Linked DNA regions of Mus musculus: region 2 is linked to region 1. A link is a contact called in public HiChIP or PLAC-seq data. All regions are on one chromosome and are shown on one strand. Each heading gives the region's core, a stretch centred on a gene start, on an enhancer-like site or on the middle of the called end of the contact. The rest is flanking DNA. Distances are from core to core; before and after follow the strand shown.

Region 1 (5,345 bases), core at 1,502-4,001:
ACAAACAAACCAAAACAAAACAAAAAGATCTGTCTTTGTCGTGCAGCAGGGTGCAGCAGCCAGCACTGGCTGGCCTAGACTGTCTTTTCTTTCTCTTACTTTGATAAAGTGAGCTGGTGAGACAAGTCCCTGAGCCTGGGATGTTAGGGAGGTTTGGGTGGAGGAGAGAGCAAGGTCCAGGAGCCACCTTCAGCAAGGTGCTCTACCCTCTGCCCCAATCACAGCCACTGACAGGAGCACGGCAGACAAAAGGCCAAGGAGCACTGAAGAAGGAAGTGCAAAGGGCTACGTGCAGTCCACACTAGCAACTCCCAGGTAAACACCTAGCAGAGCAAGGAGCCCGGAGGAGCCCCAAGGCAGGGGTGGGGCTGTCTCCCAAGGAATCAAGAGGACTAAAGTGACATTTCTCCTGTCAGAGAGCACCATAGACTTCCATCCCCACTGGGGACCAGCCCGGCTGTCAGGGAGCACGGTGGACAAGCCACCCGATGAAGGAGACCATCTAAGATTCTTAACCAGGCACATAGTAGGGCCCAGCCATGGTGTCAGGATCCTGGCCACACTGTTCAGGAGTGTGCATGTGACCAAGCCATGATGGCCTCAGGGATCAGCTGTGTGGGCTGTGAACATGAGGTTAGAGACAGTTTCATGGGAACCCAGAACAGGCCGAATGCAAGGGCTGAGCAAGCCCACCACAAGTGTGCAGAAAACAAGAACATGGTTTCTCCTGCTCCCACTGTGAGCCCAAATTAGAACTCTGCCCTTTGTCCCTGAGGAGTCCAGGCGACTGTATGTGGGTGTCGTGACCACAGGCCTCTTTGTTCCTCTCACCCACACAGGCCCCTCTGTTACTGTGCTCTGACCCGTAGCCCACGTCCTGACAGACCAGGGCAGCTGGTGAGGTTGACTGTCAGCCCTGTCAAAGGAGCGTGTCTAGAGCGCACAGCATCATGCTGGCCTGGGGACATGGAAAGCTCTGGGTTTCTCCCAGCCAGTGTCACCCACATGCCTGAGGCTCTCCCAGTCAGTGTCACCCACATGCCTGAGGCACAGGGGGTTATTTTGAGACAGGGTCTCTCTACATAGCTGTAGGTGTACTGAAATTCACTATGTAGACCAGGCTACCCCTGAACTCACAGAGATCCACCTGCCTCGGCATTCACCACCAGGCCCAGCCGGGATGCAGATTTTTAAGTGTCACTAACCAAGGCTCTGGGTGGCAACCTGAGTACCACGTGTGTGACAGATGCTCTCCCCTCGGGCCTTGGCTCTGGCACACTAGCCTTCTTTGGGTTTAGCTATGGGCAGCCTGGTGGGGCTGAAGAAGGAAGGAGAGGATAGATTTCCTCATTGGATGCTTAGGCTGTCTTAGGTTGTCAGCTAATTGTCAAAACTCTTGCTGCACTGACTCTGGGATCTAGTCCACTCACCTGTGAGACTTAGAGGGCTAATTAAGCCCCACCCACAGCTATGAGACATTTGATGCTAAATGCTAGGATTAGAATGTGCTACCTGGGGCTCAAGAGGGTGGTTAAGAGAATCAGGTTTGAGTCTCAAAACCTACATGGCAGCTCACAAACACCCCCTTCTGGCTTTCTTGGGCACTGCACATATATTGTACATATATACATAAAACTAAAATCTGATAATGTATCCATGTAGCATGTCTATGTGTATATGCATGTGACACATATACAACACACACAAATACACACAACACACAGCAGAGACTGAGAAACTGATTGTGGCTCCCCCGAAAAGCCTTCTGGGCCCTGTTCTTTGTAGTGTTTACAGATAAACATCTCACCCACTGAACCGGTTCTATGATCACCCTTCTTGGTCTTCATGCACGGGGAAGAGGACTGTGCTTCAGACCAGCTCTGTAGGGGACAAAAGCGCAGGCAGGGGTCAGCATAGAAAATGGCCTGGGTCCCCATGGCCCAGAAAACCCAGGTTGGTTAGATGTCCGGGAAGACTGAAACCCGGAGTGCATACCACACAGTTGTCTTGATCTGTCACGGTGAGCACCCACTAGTGCAGTGACTGTGTCTGCCCGTCAAAACCGTCCTCTGGTAGGGAAAGCCAGTGGCCAGCACAGCCTGAGAGCTAGAGTTAGCGGCGACCCGGGTGTTCCGCCTCATTGCTGTCTCTTGTTGACACCACCCTGAGTTGATCTGTGGAATCTTTTGTTCTATTCTCTTCCATGTCTGTGAAGTGAAGGCTCTTCATTCCATGCAGCGACAGAAGGAGATGGCCATGGTCTGAATGTCCCGCCACCCCAGAGGAAAATGTGTTGGAAAACTTAATCCCAAGTCCATGTATCAGTGGTATCTGGAGGTGGCTCCTGGTCTTCTGGGGGCAGACCAGATACCAGGAAGTGACGAGGTAATTCTGTTTCTTCTGCTGAGGCAAAATGGTATGGCCAAGGTTAGGTAGGCAGAGTGAAGGAGGTCCTGGAAACCAACTGTGACCTTGTGCTACAAGGACAGGGTCTGTACCTGCCCACCAGCTCCTACGCCCTGGAAGCAGAGTGTTGGTCTGTCAGTAATGTCCTTCCCCACTCTGCTAGCCATGCATAGGGCTGAGGGCTGCGCTCAGCACACAAGTACTGGTCTCAGGTGCTTGTTTACTGACATGGGCAGAGGACTAGCTCTCGCTGAGGAGGAGAAGCCAGTGGGAGCCTTAGACCATGGGGAAGTGACTCTATAGACGGGCCAAGCCATGGCAGGGTGACTCAGCTGCCCACTGGCAGACGGACGTCAGTCTCAAACTCGGTCCTTCCCTTTTCTTCCAGGAACAATAACAACCCTGCTCTGTGCTCTTGGTCACCATGGGAACTAGAAAACACTGGGTAACAGGGAGCCTCTGGACAGGTGGGCTTGGGCAGGTCTGGATCACAGCAATCTTTTCCTATCCCATTACCCAGAATTCCGGGTATCTCACAGGCTTGGAGCGAGCTGGCCAGGTAAACAGCTAGAGCTTATCTAAACTCAGAAGGATGGGGAGTCACAAGTCTGCCGGTCACATCTTACCCGAAGTGCACTAGGAAGGAATCCCGTCCAGGGGACCCAAGGACCCAGTGGGGTCCCCTGTGTGGATCCTGTCCTGGATCTATGGAGAGTGGACAGGAAAGGGCAGGACTGCTGGAGCCTGTGCTCGGGAAACTCCAGGGCAGGACACTCGTGGGGAAGTCCTGTCAGGGAGCCAGGCACACAGTGCAGAGCTGCTGTGCATTCTGGGAGGAGGCAGGGTTCTGTGTAGTGAGTCTGAACTCTTCACTCCCCAACAAGCCTGAACTGAGTGCAGTGCCATTCTCATGGGCACACGTGGGGCTACAGGCTTACCCGGTGACAGCTAGGGCCACCCTGGCCGTGGCCTTCTCTGCCTGATGCTTTCTGATCCTAAATCTTCACCCTCAGTCTTCCCTTGTCTTCATCCCAGGCTGCGGCACCATGCCCAAAAGCAAGTCAGGGGAGTGTTTATCTGGATTACAATCCAGGTGACAGTCCGCCATTTCTGGGAAGTCAGGGCAGAAACCGACACCCACAGTGCAGAGCACGGAGAACACGCTTGTTTGCCGTCCCTCTTCTAACTTTTTTATTACGATGAGGGTTTTGCCTGTGTGTATTTCTCTGTACTCACTCAAGCCTGGCTCCCACGTCCTCTGCAAGGGCAGACAATGCTCCTAACTGCTGAGCCATCGCCCCAGCCCACTCTTGGACAGTTCTGTCACACAGTGCAGGGTCCAACCTGAGAAATGGTGTCTCCCACACTCGGGCAGATCTTCCCACCTCACCTAACAGTCAAGACAATCTCCCACAGATGTCCCACAGGCCAACCTGATCTAAAAAATTCCTCGCTCAGGACTCTCTTCCTAGGTGATTCTAGGTTGGGTCAAGTTGATGTTTAAAACAAATCATCTTAGGGCTGAAAAGAAACTCAGCCGCTAAGAGCACTTGCTGCTCTTGCAGAGGACCTGTGTTCTGTTGCCAGCAACCCCATGGAGGTCCACAACCATGCATAACTCCAGCTCAAGAGGATCAAGATCCTTTTCTGAATCCCATAGGCAGCAGGCACAGACACAGTGTACTACACTTGTGCAGAAAGACTTACTGTCTTAATCCAGTAAGGAACATCCCTCCATGGCCTCTGCATCAGCTCCTGCTTCCTGACCTGCTTGAGTTCCAGTCCTGACTTCCTTGGTGCTATGGAATTGTAAGCTGAATAAACCCTTTCCTCCCCAACTTGCTTCTTGGTCATGATGTTTGTGCAGGAATAGAAACCCTGACCAAGATACATACATATAAACTGTAACAGTAAACATCTCACCATGCATTCTAAGAGCTCTGGGAAGGCGATAGCTTGGACATCTTTTATCACTATTAATTGGTAAGTAACAATGGTGCACATTTATTATACAATGTAGCAGCCCAATACACAATACACTGTGGGGTGTTCCACAGCAGATTCACAGGATGTCGGGGGCTTCTCTAATTAATCAGGGGCCTATCCAAGCTCCTCACTGTACACACTCACCAAATACCTTCTCTTCCCTAAAATATGGACCTTAGTCCACATTTCAAGCCATTCTTGATGCCTGGACTACCTCCAGTGTAGGAGGGTCAGCGGGTGGCAGCTCACACCTTTCCTATGCTTTTCCACAGCCACCACCCTGGACCTCCTGTCATGACCACTGTAGCCACCTTCTGGATATCCTCTCACCACCCACCCTACACACCCTCCCCTACCCTCTCTCACCCCTCCCCACCTCTCAGTCATTTAGCATTCATCCTTAGACCTCTGGCAGGTGACAATCTCCGCCCTCCACTCTGCAGGCACACTGCAGCCTTTACGCCCCTCCTCTCCTCAGATGGAATCCACCCATCCTGCAGGACGGCTCTGCCCTCCTTCTCCATGTTCAGTGACACAAATCTTCATCACACTTGGGTTGCAACCAGTGAGTTTCTCTGGCTTCATATCTAATGATTCTACATGTGTATGTGCACATGTAGTGTGTATGTCTGCTTGCGTGCGTGCATGCGTGCATGTGTGTGTGTGTGTGTGTGTGTGTGTGTGTGTGTGTGTGCAGGCCCCAGGACGTTAATGTTGGCTGTCTTCCTCAGTTGGGTTCCACCTTATCTATGTATTAAGGTAAGGTCTCTTGCTGGACCTCAGAGCTCGCTGATCCAGCCACTCTAGCTTGCCAGTTTGACCTCTCATTTCTATATCCTGAGTGCTGGAGGTCCAAACTCTGGTTCTCACACTTGCAATGAGCCAACTGCCCAGCTCCAGTGTACTTAGATTGTTGTTGTTGTTATTGTATCTGTTGCATGACGGGAAGGGGG
Region 2 (5,345 bases), core at 1,354-3,853, 800 kb before region 1:
AATTCCCAAGCTGCCATAGTATATGAGAAATAAAGTTGGAATTTTAAATGAAAAAAAGAAAACCACTTCCCTACTTATAGCTGTATGACTTGAGTCATTATGTTGTTACAGGGTAATGGGGACCTAAGTAGAGACCATGTGAAACTACAAGCTGTAACATATGAAGAATCAGGCTGTAGGGTCGCAACTACCATAGACCACTGGGAAAACACAGAGATTTACATTACAATTCATAACAGTAGCAAAATTATAGTTTTAAAGTAGCAACAAAATAATTTTATGGCTGTGGGTCACGATAACATGAGGAATTGTGTTAGGGACTAGAGAGCTGGCTTCCAAAAGACCCAGGTGTGTATTCTGTCACCCACATAGTGGCTAATAACTGGCTGTGACTCCAGCTGGAGGGAACCAGACTCCTCCTCCTGGCCTCTGTGGGCACTGCTGCATGTTGACCACAGACATGCATACAGGCAAAACACCAGGTACATAAAATAAAAATAAATAATTTTAAAAAATCAAACTATATATATGCCTTGGAATTGAGCTCTACGTGGGTAATGCTTGGGCCAGAACATTTTCCTGGACATTCTCCTTTTTCTTTATTGGTCTGTTATTTATTATATATCTCAGTTGGCCTTAGATTCAGTATCCTCTTGCCTCGATATCCCAAATGCTGGTTGAAGGAGGAAAAAGCCACCCCAAATTCATTCTGCCTGCTTTTCTTACATCTCCTCACTGGATTCCCCACTGTTCCTCTCTCTTGTGGTTCTGATCCAGCCCACCCATCATGACAGTGGGCAGTGCAAAGTCTCATCTAAGGGATACAGTGTTGGAGCCAACCCTGGAATGCCCACCACACAGGCATCTGGGGTGTGTCACTCCATGAGGCTGGGCTGTGAGTGCCAACCTTTGCTCGATTTGCTTTCACCATGGCTCCAGGCCATATTGGCCTCCCTACCAGTTAAAAGGTGGTTTCCCCATCAGCCTCTCTTAAACTATGACCTCAATGCTTCAGCTCATGTTTGTGGCCAGCTTCCAGCTTTGAGGATGGATCTGTATTACTGAGCTAGGGGCATCAATGAAAAGACAGAGCTGGAATATGACCTTTGGTAACTATCAGTCAAGCCAAGGCTTCTATGTATTGGAGGATGCCTTCCAAAATGCCCAATGGTTGCCCAATACCTTGGATAATACTGAACCTATGTCTACTATGTTTCTCCTATATAGATTATTGAGTTTAATTCATGTTAGACATAGTAAGAGATGAACAACAACTAATAATAAACAGAACAGAACAATGCTATAATAAACTGCCAGTATTATTACTTGTTCATGTGCAACAAAGTTTGCTTGAACTCTGACAAATCACAGCAGTTGATCTGATAACCAAGATAACTTCCAAGTGACTAATGGGTGGGTAGTGTATACAACCTGAATGCTCTAGGCTAAGGCAATGTCCCTTTGTCCAGAGAAGATTCATTTCCCAAGCAGGATAGGCTAGAAAAGCATAAGATTTCAACATGCTACTGAAAAATCATCTATGCAGCTTAAAACTCATGAATTACTTCTAGAACTTTCCACTTAATATTTTGAGACATTGGTTGGTCAAGGTAATAGAAACCATGGACAGCAGAACTGCAAATAACGGGGTCACTGTGGTCACTGCCTTGCATGTTCTAGAGCCTGACTAGAACGGTCTTCCCCTCCTTCAGATCACCTCCAGATCATGGAAAGTGGATCAGGGGCCCAATCCTCACTTGAAAATGCTTCAGAATTCTCAGCTAAATCTAGCATGTTGGTTGTTGACTGTGTATCCAAGCTCTGTGCTCACACGGTCACTGGAATCCCACATTCCATGTTTATGTGCCCTGTATATCTGTCTGTGTGAACAACTCGGATAGCCAGAAAGGGAGAGAAGAGAAAAAACAGTAAATCTGGGCTGGTAGACCCACCATTCAATGGAGTGGGGTGCCAGGCTGCCTTCAGAAGCAGTCTGAGTCAGAGAAGAGTGCCTTTCTGATGAGATGTGGGAGTTGTGGGCAAGACCAAGGGCAGAGAAGTAACCCTGAAGATGAGGTCAGCCTTGGAGGAGAATCTAAGAGCTCAGTGTCCCCAAGGCCAGGAGGATTGAAGGGGAACATGCCACAGGCCACCAATGCAAAGAGCAGGAGGGCTATTGTGTGCCTACCCCTCACCCCAGATGACTCAGCCCCATACCCCAGTTTATTCAGGAGCAGAATACAGATGTGCTCAGAAGGGCAAGGAAGATCAGAAAGGTGCTGGGGCATTTGATAAGGGATGGATCTGTTGGTACCTACGGGAAGGTGTGATTCTATAAACAATGTCCCAGAATTCCAGGTATGAGAAGGAGTATGGAACATTTGGCTGGGAGATGTTTCTAGGCTGAGGGCAGCCTTTGGGCAGGGCCAAGGAGTGGGAAATTGGGGCCGACTCAGCAATACTTTTTGTTCCCAGTATGTCTGTAGGGATAGATTCTTAGCAAAGGGATGGTTGGCACACAGGAGCTGACTGAAGGACTGAGTGGTTGGATGATCTGGTGTAGCTGAATTCTAAGCAATGCATTGGGTAATGGGTCAGAAAACTAGCCATGAAGGGAAAATAGAGAAATGAAACAGTGGTAACAGCAGAGTACTCAGGCAGGAAGATGGCTCAGTCAGTAACATGCTGCTGGCCTAGCCTAAGTAGTTAGCTCCAAACCAACGAGAGACCTCAATTTAGAAAAAAGAGAAAGCTCCTGAGGAATGAACCCCGAGGTCACCCTCTGAACTGTATATGCATGCACACATATGGGTACAGGTGTCCCTGGGGCTGGGGAGGGAAGAATGGTGGGCTGTGTGGCCGAGGGTGCTGCTTGTCTGAGGTTGGCCTGAGACCAACACACACATATCTGCACATGCACACACACACACATGTACCTGCATACACTTACCACACACAAATACCTGCTCATATACACACACACCCTTTTACACACAGATATATCACACACCTGCACACACACATATACATATATGTATATACACACATGTACCACACACAAATATACACATGCCTGTATACACACATATACTACACCCCTGTACACATACCTGTCCACATATGCACACCACACATACATATGTGCACACACATTGTACGATACCACACAAGCACACACACACACTATATATATATATATATATATATATATATATATATATATATATACACACACATATACCACACAAACATACACACATAAATACCACACACATGTCACACAAGCACAAACACACACATGGACACACACACACACACTGTATATGCCTGCACACGTGTGGGTACAGGTGTACCTGATGCTAGGGAGGGAAAAATGGTGGACTGTGTGGCTGGGGTGCTACTAATCTGAGGTTGGCCTGAGGACAGGACTCACCTGCACACACACACATGCACAACACACGCATACACACATGCCCACCACACACACACACACACACACACACACACACACACCCCACAGCTCTGGGTTGAAGGGAAACAGCTAACTGAAGGGAGCTAGATGCAGAGAGCAGTCCTTGGACTCATTTAGGGGTGGCAGCAGGTACCAGATGAAAAGCTCACTCATATGTCAGTTGGTTTTGGTTTTGGTTTTGGTTTTTCCTTTTTAAAGATTGATTGGTTGGCTGATTGATTGATTGATTGATTTATAAGTGTTTTTTTCAAATGTGTATCTGAGTACCATGTGTGTGTACAGTTCCTATAGAGGTCAGAAGAGGGTGTCAGATCCCTTGGAACTGAAGTTATAGATGGTTGTGAGCTATCATGTGGGTAGTGGGATTCAAACCTGAGCCCTCTGCAGGAGCAGCCAATGCTCTTAAGCATTGCATCATCTCTCCAGCCCCTCTTATTCACTTTTGATTCCTGAACCTGGCAGCTGGACATGTCAGGTAGACATATTATCCTGAGAATGAGGGGAGATAGCCAGTGGGGGTGGGGTTGCACATACTTCATAATCTTCAGAGCCCTTGCAGTGCATTCTGTGCCCCTCCCCACCTCCTAACGCTTTTCATGTAGACATACATGGGTCAGTTGGCTTTTCCCTTAGGGAGAAGATAGTCACTGTTATAGGATGTGTGCTGCCCTGCAATCTCAAGTTAGCTTGCTCAGCTCTGCCATGGTAACATCTGCAAACAAATTAACCCAGCTACACTCTGATAAAACTGTATTTACAAAAGCAGTTAGCAGGCCAGCCATCTCTTTGCACATCGTGTTATTTTCTCTTCAGAAGTCCTACAAGGTTGCTACACTGTCACTATTAATTATTGTGTGAAACAGAGAGGCCTAGGGACAAAGTAACTTGCCTGAGTTCATAAGACTATGCAGTGTAAAACCAAAATTTGAATCCAGACTGGTCCACCCCAGAACCCATGGGGTGCCACCCACATACACTGCCTCCCTGTGGGCCGGGAGGAAGCAGGGGCCTGGAGTGACTGTGGCTCCTGCTGATTCCTCAGGGGCATTGACCACTTCCTGAAGTAGGATCCCTCCAAGCCTCAGTTTCCTCCTTTGAAAAATGGGAATGATGGTAATATGTATGCCACAGGAATGTCAGGATTAAAACAAGCTAGGTGTGTGAGGTAGCAAGCCACAGGTAGACATTGCCTCCTACCACATAGTTCTAGCACCTGGGGTCCATGCATGTTTTTCTAAAGTCCCCCTCAGCTGGACCTGTCCTGCCCTGCATCCAGCAGCCCCTTTGCACCACGACGTCATGTGAGGCCCCTACCCCTCCCCTTATTCTCCTTGACCTTATTCACCAAACACCAATTGAGTGCTTTCAGTCAGGTACTGCTGGCTCTGTGGGTGGGGTGTAATAAAAGATGGCTGTCCCAGGAGAAGTTTGTAGACAGTGAGGACACAGAGTTGAGGCTCAAAGCTCTGGAGTCAAGCAGGCCTTTGAGGGGAAAGCTTTGTTGTGACTTCCTGGAGACTTAAAAATATCCCTGGTTGGCTGTGGCTGACTTGAGAGAAGACAGTGTTCCCCAGAATCATCCCTCCCAACTAGGGGACAAAGGCAGGCATGGCTCAGGACAAGTGTGGGTAGTAGCTCTAGAGCTGCCCTGCAACCCTGTCTGGTAAGCTGTTGGAAATGAGGAACTAGAGGCTTCCTGGCCAGCCAGAGAGAAATCACACTTCTCTGAGGAACTAAAGTCCCACCCTCCTGGCTCGTCATTCTTCCTCCCCAACGCTGGCCTTGTCTCATCTCATCTGGGCTGCTGTGGGAGGGACCCCTGCCTTGCAGGGCCTTCCTGTTCAGCTCTGTGGAGAACAGAGAGTTTGTGTTG

The links. HiChIP or PLAC-seq counts read pairs in DNA pulled down with a chosen protein or histone mark.
Region 2: a contact with region 1 is called in an H3K27ac HiChIP or PLAC-seq map of bone marrow-derived dendritic cells, with 3 times the contacts expected there. The contact joins two enhancer-like sites. A contact is called at or near these places in 10 of 39 promoter capture datasets (3T3-L1-derived adipocytes, the C10 cell line, embryonic stem cells and 5 more), 4 of 484 Hi-C or Micro-C datasets (the HL-1 cell line, embryonic stem cells and pro-B cells) and 2 of 115 datasets of contacts at active chromatin or transcription factors (bone marrow-derived dendritic cells and double positive thymocytes).

What each region holds. Positions count from the first base shown.
Region 1 is chr1:191,278,762-191,284,106 of GRCm38.p6, reverse strand. No RefSeq gene overlaps it. Among named protein-coding and RNA genes, the nearest start is that of Nenf, 37 kb to the left of the region's middle. Within about 2 kb of position 2,751, at least 90 of the 459 cell types and tissues checked have an H3K27ac peak or open chromatin away from gene starts, as enhancers often do. A contact at or near this core is called in bone marrow-derived dendritic cells, where this site is marked.
Region 2 is chr1:192,078,484-192,083,828 of GRCm38.p6, reverse strand. The region is part of intron 1 of Traf5 (TNF receptor-associated factor 5); the gene reads left to right. Among named protein-coding and RNA genes, the nearest start is that of Traf5, 11 kb to the left of the region's middle. Within about 2 kb of position 2,603, at least 15 of the 459 cell types and tissues checked have an H3K27ac peak or open chromatin away from gene starts, as enhancers often do. A contact at or near this core is called in bone marrow-derived dendritic cells, where this site is marked.